Linked DNA regions of Pan troglodytes: region 1 is linked to region 2. Evidence: chromatin contacts called from public Hi-C data. All regions are on one chromosome and are shown on one strand. Each heading gives the region's core, a stretch centred on a gene start, on an enhancer-like site or on the middle of the called end of the contact. The rest is flanking DNA. Distances are from core to core; before and after follow the strand shown.

Region 1 (3,707 bases), core at 686-3,185, 190 kb after region 2:
AACAGCCAACGTGGAACATGTTCTATTGATCCTACAATCCAGCTCTAGACAATATGAAAAAGGGGGGAAAACTCCAAATTCAGCATCTTGAACTTAAAAGACCCTTCAGAAACATCACCTTCTCCCCACAACAGTGCTGAAGTAGCTCAGGCCCACTCCACCTATGTTTGTTTCTATCCTGGTACATTCCAATTCTATCAAATCAAAAGGTTATTCCTATTAGGCAGAAGCTGAACCCATCCCCTTGAATAGGGAGGTGTTCATTACATCTGTCTGTGTAATGAACTTGTCATTTCCCCAAACGGTCTGGACAGTCTCCTACAAAAAAAAAAAAAAAAAAAAAAAAAGAAAGAAAGAAATACTCCATGGAATCTATGGTGTGTCAGTCCCCTTCCTAACATCTGAGTCAGACTACGTGTGTCTTTACTGAGGTTCTGGGTGCCCAGGGTGTATCACTTTCAGAGTTGCTTCAGTAACTGAACTATGGCTGTCTTCCAGCCACGGACAACACAAGCACTATCTATTTTAAAACAATTTTCCTAACCCACCGGCAATGGAAGAGATCCCATAGGTCACCGACTTCCTATTGAAAACAAATTATTTCTCTCTCAAACTGCTTGCCGTCTCTCAGAATTAATGCGTGTTTATGTGTGCATATTTTTATCTTTGGCCATGCAACTCTTGGAGCAAAGAGGACCACCCCAAATTTTACCGACATGCCTGAGCCATTCAGAGCTTTAGAAGAGAAATAAGCCCAGGACTTCTCTCACACAAACAGTAAGTGGAAAGGAAAAAACAAAAACAAAAACAAAAACTAACCCTCCGTAGAGGGAGGGAGCAGGGTGGATGATAGGGAAAGGACATTAACCAGCAGACCAAAGGCAGCCTCGGCGGCGGCACTTCGCGAACTGCCTGCAGAGGAGAGTGAAATCTGTTTCGTGTACAATAACCAAGCACCCTCTGACTGCCTCGCATGGGCACGAATAATAAATACACCGAGGTGGGCAAACAGATGCAACGAAACAAGCCACCCCAAAAAGGTCAAAACTTCAGAAATCCCGGGGGTCAAACCACCCACACAAACACATCAATCAGTCGGAGCGGGAGAAGGGACTTGGATACTTAGCAAAGGATCCTAAATTGTGTTTTTCCTTTCAAGCTCTGGCTTGCAAAGTACGGTGGCTACATGCAAAGCTAGAGGAGAGCAGGAAGGCTGAGGGCGGCAGGGTGCGGGTGGGAAGGAAGGGGTGTCTAACACCAGCCACCCAGGCCTCGATGTGACGAAAGTCGTCAGCAGCCCCGACCACATCCCAGCCCCTCCGCCCAGGCCGGCAGACGCCCCTCGCGGCTCCCCCACCCCAGCTTCCGTCCCTGGCAGCAACCCCGCCAGCCCCGCACCAGCAGCAGCCCCGGCCCGGGCCCCGCGCAGGCAGCGCCACGACCGCGGCTCCCATCCCTTCCGTGCGGCAGACACCCCGCAGGCCTCCCTCCCTGCCCACCCGGGGATGCCCGGGTAGCCGAGCCGGGGCGGGCTGCACCGCCAGCTCCCCCCGCCCCAGAGCAGGCAATGGCTCACACTTACCTTGGGCGTTCGCGGGGGGGCTGAAGGTGGCAAGCCTCCCGCCCCCCGCCCCTGTCCTCCTCGTCTTTTTTCTTCCTCCCTCCTCCTCTTCTTCCTCCTCCTTCCCACAGTGTGTCCGGGGCTCCCCCTCCTCCCCGCCGCTTGGAGTAAGAACCCAAAACCCCGAAGCCGGGCCCGCGTGCAAGCGTGCGGGAGGCGGCGGCGCGCGGCCAGCTCTCCAGTAACTGAGCGCGGCGCGCAGCTCCCAACTAAAGTGTGAAAGAAGCAGCGGCCGCGGCGGCCGCGGCACGGAACGTCCCCCCGGGAGTGGGCAGGGAGCGAGCGGGAGCTTGCGAGGAGCGAGCGAGGGAGAGGAGCTCCTCGCTCAGTCACTCACTCGAGGGGCGGGGGCAGCAGACACTCCCCCACCGCCGGCCCCTCCCCGAGCCTAGCTCCAGCGCGCGCCTGGCTCTCCTCCCCGGGGCGGGGCCTGCGGAGGCCGCCGGGGCGCAGCGCGCTGGGGAGCGGGTTGGGGGCTGCTAGGGCTGCGGGGCGGGAAGGAGGTGGCAGTGTGTGTGTGTGTGTGTGTGTGGGCAGGTGTGTGTGTGTGTGTACGTGTGTGTGTGCGCGCGCCCTGCAGCGGCCGGCCAGCCGGAGGGAAGACCCCGGCGGGAAGACTGCGTCCCGTCCGGCCTTCCCGGGCCTGTCACTTGGGCCGTGGCGTGGGAGCGGCGAGGCTGCTCGGGGGGCAGCCGGGTGGGCCCAGCTCTAGGGGAGATTCGGGTCAGCCCCTGAGCCCAGCCTCCCGGCCGTGCCTGCTGGAAGCAGACGGAGGGAAGGCCGGGCGTCTTTGGCCCACCGCGCGGCCGCTCCCCTCCCGGGCCAGGCTGAACGGGCGGGCGCAGCCCAGAGGCCCGGGCCCTGCCACCGATCCGCCTCCATACTGACCCGAGCTGCGGCGCCTGCAAGATTAATGAAGCATCCGCGATTCGGTAGAGGCGGCACGGGGAGGAAAGACACAAGATCGTGCTGCGCCCCTCTCCCCACCCTTCTCAGCCTCCTAGGACCTAAAGGCGTAGGCTGCGTCTGCTGGGCGCGTCCGGAGTGGTCCAGAGAGATCGCCATCCACCACTGCATCCGTCCAGTTCTTTGTGGACCCTCACAGAAGCTCGATCAATTTCCCACCCTCTGGAAAAGGGTATTTTTCTCTTCCCTGGCATATTGGGTGTTTCTTGTGTGCACCTAATTGATCTTTTTCCATTGATAGCCTTTGGATGTCTTTTGTGCGGCTTCCCCGCGCTTCACTGCTCCCTCATTGCCTTAGACACGCGAGGAATGTCAGGCCCCCAGAGTGAGAACACCCAAGAAAACAATAGGGGCAAAAGATCCTCCCTGGGCCTCGCGGATTATGCACAAACCAGATCATTTCCCACATTCGGCCAGGGTGAAGATGGAAAATGGAAAAGAACGCCATCAGAGCGGTGACACTGACGAGAAAAGCCAATTCATAATTTAGTTTAATGAAATGAGTTAGTAATCAACCACTAATGTCTAGGAAATTGGCCTTTTTTGAAAACTGGTTTTCCCTTTCTCCACCCTTTTTTTTTTTTTTTCAAATTAAAAGACTAGTATCCCACTGTTGTTGTTTTAACTTTTATTGTTTTCAGGGATGGGGTCTGCTGCCAAGGCTGGATTCGAACTCCTGAACCCAAGAGATCCTCCTCAAGGGATCTTCCCCATCTCAGCGTCCCAAGTAGCTGGGACTACAGGCCAATTCCACCGCACCCTGCCTAACATCACATTGTTCAGGAACCTCAACTTACATTCCATTTTTACAAAATATCCATATTCTGGTTCATACTTCTCCTTGGAGCCCAAATTTTTTGTAGTCTAGCCTCTTGGAAAGGAGCGGTTAAGAAGGGAGGGTAGACAAATTGAGATTTCAATCAGGGGCAGCCAGCCCCATCCCTTGCACCACTGGTGACTTGTTTCATTTCTTCTTTCTTTCCTCATCTGTAAAGGCATTGATAATGATCGTTCCTACCTCATAAGCTTGTGAAAGTAAAAAGAAAAAACGAGGTGGCAATGCATGTAAAACACTTTGCATAGTGCCTGACACATGGGTGAGAACTCAATAAATAGAAGC
Region 2 (4,051 bases), core at 785-3,284:
CCCAGGGCCTTGCAAGACAAATTAAGGATTTGGGGTTTTATTCCAAAAGTCATGGGGAGAGCCTCTGAAGGGTTTTAAGCAGGAAAGTCACAAGAGTGGATCTGAATTCTCGAAAGACCACTCGGGCAGCAGTACCCATGAGAACTGGAGGTAGGGAGGCTGCTTAGGAGCCTGCTGCAGTAATCCTGGGGAGGAAAACAGGACAGTCAGTTTAGTTGAGCATTGCCATAGACTGTGACTACACAAGGGTGGGCCTGAAGCTGGGTGGTAGTGGAGGCTTGAGAGGACCCTGGACAATAGAGGGAGAAGAAATTTCAGTTGGCTAGGGCAATGCACACGGCAGTGCCAATGAGGACAGAGCAGAGGAACTGGCAAGACAGTGAGAGGATAGAAGGTTCTGAGAACTGTCTGTTCTGTAGCAGTTAGGACTCCTTCCCTCAAAAGCCACAGAAGCCGGGTGCGGTGGCTCACGCCTGTAATCCCAGCACTTTGGAAGGCCCAGGTGGGCAGATCACCTGAGGTCAGGAGTTCGAGACCAGCCTGGCCAACATGGTGAAACCCCATCTCTACTAAAAGTACAAAAATTAGCTGGATGTGGTGGCGCATGCCTATAATTCCAGCTACTCAGGAGGCTGAGGCAGGAGAATTGCTTGAACCCAGGAGGTGGAGGTTGCAGTGAGCTGAGATTGTACTACTGCACTCCAGCCTGGGTGACAGAGTGAGACTCTATGCCAAAAAAAAAAAAAAAAAAAAAGTGACAGAAACTCAACTTGATTTACCTCTGCAGAAAAGTGATATGTTGGTTTACCTAACAGGAATGAAGCTGATCAGGCTTGGGCCTGACTGGATTCAGGGAGTCAAGCAATGCCCTCTGTCCCCGTCTCCCATTTTTGCTTGTCACTTTGGTTTCATTTTTTTTTCATGACCTCCTGGCAACCCCAGATTCAATCCTTCCACCTCTGTGGCCCAACAGGCAAGAGGGTCTTCCTGTTTGTATCAATTACAAGCATCCCAGGGAAACACTGGTTAGCCTACCTTTAGTCAGGCGCCTACACTGTATTAAGGGGTTGGGGGGTCTCTTAGCAGGGGTCAGGGGGTTTGCTAGGAGAAGAGAAGCCATAGTTAAAGCCTCTCTAATTCATCTGGTATGAACTGTTTGTATTAAAATTTTTTTCTATTAGTATACATAGATATAAAATGTATGGATTCTGTTGCATGTATTATGATTTTTTTAAAGTTCTTTTTTTTTTTTTTTTTTTACCTTTTTGTGTTTTCACATACAGGGGGTTTTAAGTTTTTCACTAATGGAAAAAATGGATTGTTTTCATTTATTACTTCTTCTAGCACTTCTATGATTAGTCCTGGTTAATTGTAAATTTAGGTCCTTACTCATACACCCTCTTCCATACCCCTCTGCAACCTCTTCCCATCAGAAGTCAGAGTAAATGAAGGGAAGTCAATATTTTAACAGTGTACCCCTTCATCTTCTTGGCTTTTTAACTAATACAAGAGTCATCTCTGTTGTGCTATAATTATTTTACAATGTGGAGCCAGTCACTAGATTTCTATACACAATCTGAACAGTCAATAATCAAATCTGGCATTGTTCTATTTCTGAGGTACTTTTAGTCCAAGGCTGCTAGGAAGAGACTGGTTGTAGCTAGAATTTGGGTTAAAAATGTTCTTCAAAATTGAAATACGGTATTTAGCAATAGAGACTAAGTGCCATTCTTTTTTTCTCCCTTCTTTCCTTTTTGAGAAATGTACTGCTAGAAATATCTTCATTCTAAACTCTGCAAACAGAATTGATCCTGTAGTCCTTTAAAGTGGTGTGTTGAGCCCCGAGTTTCTTCATTTGCATATCTTTTCAGCCTTTTAGAAGCTTTCTTAAAAACTCCCATACTTTCTTTCTTCACACTTGCCCTCAAATTTGGTGTGCATTCCCCTAAGACACGCGAGCTGAGCTCGTCCTGTGGATGCGGGATAGTGACAGGACTGGGCCCTCCGCAGCCCGACAGGGACAGCTGCTGGTCAGGGAGAAAGAGTGAGAACAAATGAGCCACATCCCCTGCTGCTCTTACGGCTCTTCCCTCTGAGGCTCTTTCACTAGGAGGCTTTCAAATTAAGGGTTCATTAAAGATATAATAAGCACATTCTCTCCATTCTTTTTCACGCCCTAGGTCCTGCTAGTCAAGTCAGTCTTAAGAGCCAGTTTCCTTTTGCCCTTATTCCTTGCCTCTCCACTTAAGTGAAAATCTTTTCCTACTTGAGTAAAAGGCAAAGAAAAAAAAAGTTAAAGAACATGATTAGGAGCTTTAATGAATCATATAGGTCTAAATGTAAAGTGGTTCCTGTCTTTCCAATGAGATCCTCAGAAATGTGTCTTGGCAAACATAAATACATAATCCTTTAGGGATGTGGTTGAAACCTTCAGCTGACTACTTATATGGTTTGTTAATTCAGTGACATATATATTTAAGTTCACATATTATGTGAAAATCATATTTAGAAGTATTACTTTTTCCATACGCACATTTCATGAAACAATTTAAACTTTTCAGATGCATCTGACATCAGAGTTTTCACAATCACTTAGAATCACAAAATGTTTGAGTCTTCCGATGTTTCCAAGGTATATATTATCTTCACTTCTTTTTTTTGTTTTGGTTTGAGACGGAGTCTTGCTCCGTTACCCAGGCTGGAGTGCAGTGGCGTGATCTCAGCTCACGGCAATCTCCACCTCCTGAGTTCAAGCGATTCTCCTGTATCAGCCTCCCGAGTAGCTGGGATTACAGGCGTGTACCACCACGCCCAGCTAATTTTTGTATTTTTTTTTTCTTTTAGTAGAGATGGGGTTTCGCCATGTTGGCTAGGCTGGTCTCGAACTCCTGACCTCAGGTGATCTGCCTGCCTCGGCCTCCCAAAGTGCTGGGATTACAGGCATGAGCCATGGTGCCCGGCCTATCTTCATTTCTACTTTGAAGTAAAAGGCAGTTTGAATTTTTTATTTATTTTATTTTTAATTTTTTAAAGATTTCAACTTTTAATTTATATTCAGGGGGTACATGTGAAGGTTTGTACCAAGGATATATTGCTTGATGCTGAGGTTTGGGGTATGAATGAACCTGTCATCCAGGTTGAATTTTTAATTCCAGGCCACCAATACTCCACATTATTCACCACTTATCATATTATTTTTTCAAAGTAACTGTTAACGCTTTTCCTGTGTAGAAAAAAAAAGTGAAGCTCGCTGCCAGCACTTATTTAATTTTACGTAAACATGCTCTTTGAGGCTGAAGCAAATCTGACTTTCAATGTGAAAATAAAATACACAAACCGTTTTTGGAGTTATTTCTAAACAAAACTAACATCAGAATTGTCTGAATCATCAGAAACGTCTATTTCGGAAAAATCGGATTCATCAAATGAATCTTCGGCCAAGAACTCTTCGAGAATGATGTTAACATCACGCGTAGGAATGTTACGTTTTCTAGGACTTGACATTTTAAGTGATTGAGAATTACTGTATTTTGTAAATGGAAATACCACTACTAAAAACAGAATGGTATGAATAGAATGATGTCTTTTGTTTCCAAAGTCGATATACTAGAGTGATGTGAAAATAATATTAAAAGAGATTTTGCATGATGAAAGTTATCTCGGGGTAAACGCTGCAGCTGCAAGTGCCATCAGTGAGTATTCTCAGGGTAAATGGAAAAGGGTTAATAGGCTGTTTACAATGACATACAGCAATAATGACTATATTAAAATAGTTTTTTTTCCTCCATTAGAAACAAAGTTGATTCTGACAGAAGATCTCTGCAAGCATCCAGAGTGATCATGGGCTGAGAGAGTGCCTACACCATGAGACTTACATACAAGGTGGCATCCACTTGACTGAAGTGTATTTTTTTTTTTTTTTTTTTGAGAAGGAGTCTCGCTCTGTCTCCCAGGCTAGAGTACAGTGGCGTGATCTTGGCTCACTGCAACCTCCGCCTCCCGGTTCAAGTGAGTCTCCTGCCTCAGCCTCCTGAGTAGCTGAGATTACAGG

What was found. Hi-C and Micro-C count contacts between places; a contact is called where the count stands out from the background.
Region 1: a contact with region 2 is called in a Hi-C map of stem cell-derived neural progenitor cells, with 2.2 times the contacts expected there. The contact joins the promoter of C1H1orf21 here to the enhancer-like site in region 2. A contact is called at or near these places in 1 of 7 Hi-C or Micro-C datasets (stem cell-derived neural progenitor cells) and 1 of 1 datasets of contacts at active chromatin or transcription factors (stem cell-derived excitatory neurons).

What each region holds. Positions count from the first base shown.
Region 1 is chr1:64,708,227-64,711,933 of NHGRI_mPanTro3-v2.0_pri, forward strand. C1H1orf21 (chromosome 1 C1orf21 homolog) reads right to left here and starts at 1,936. Exons shown (of 6, transcript NM_001242610.4): 1 at 1,583-1,936.
Region 2 is chr1:64,520,512-64,524,562 of NHGRI_mPanTro3-v2.0_pri, forward strand. All of the region lies in intron 3 of C1H1orf21 (chromosome 1 C1orf21 homolog), which reads right to left. It also overlaps the pseudogene LOC107969548. Among named protein-coding and RNA genes, the nearest start is that of EDEM3, 180 kb to the left of the region's middle. Within about 2 kb of position 2,035, at least 3 of the 24 cell types and tissues checked have an H3K27ac peak or open chromatin away from gene starts, as enhancers often do. A contact at or near this core is called in stem cell-derived neural progenitor cells, where this site is marked.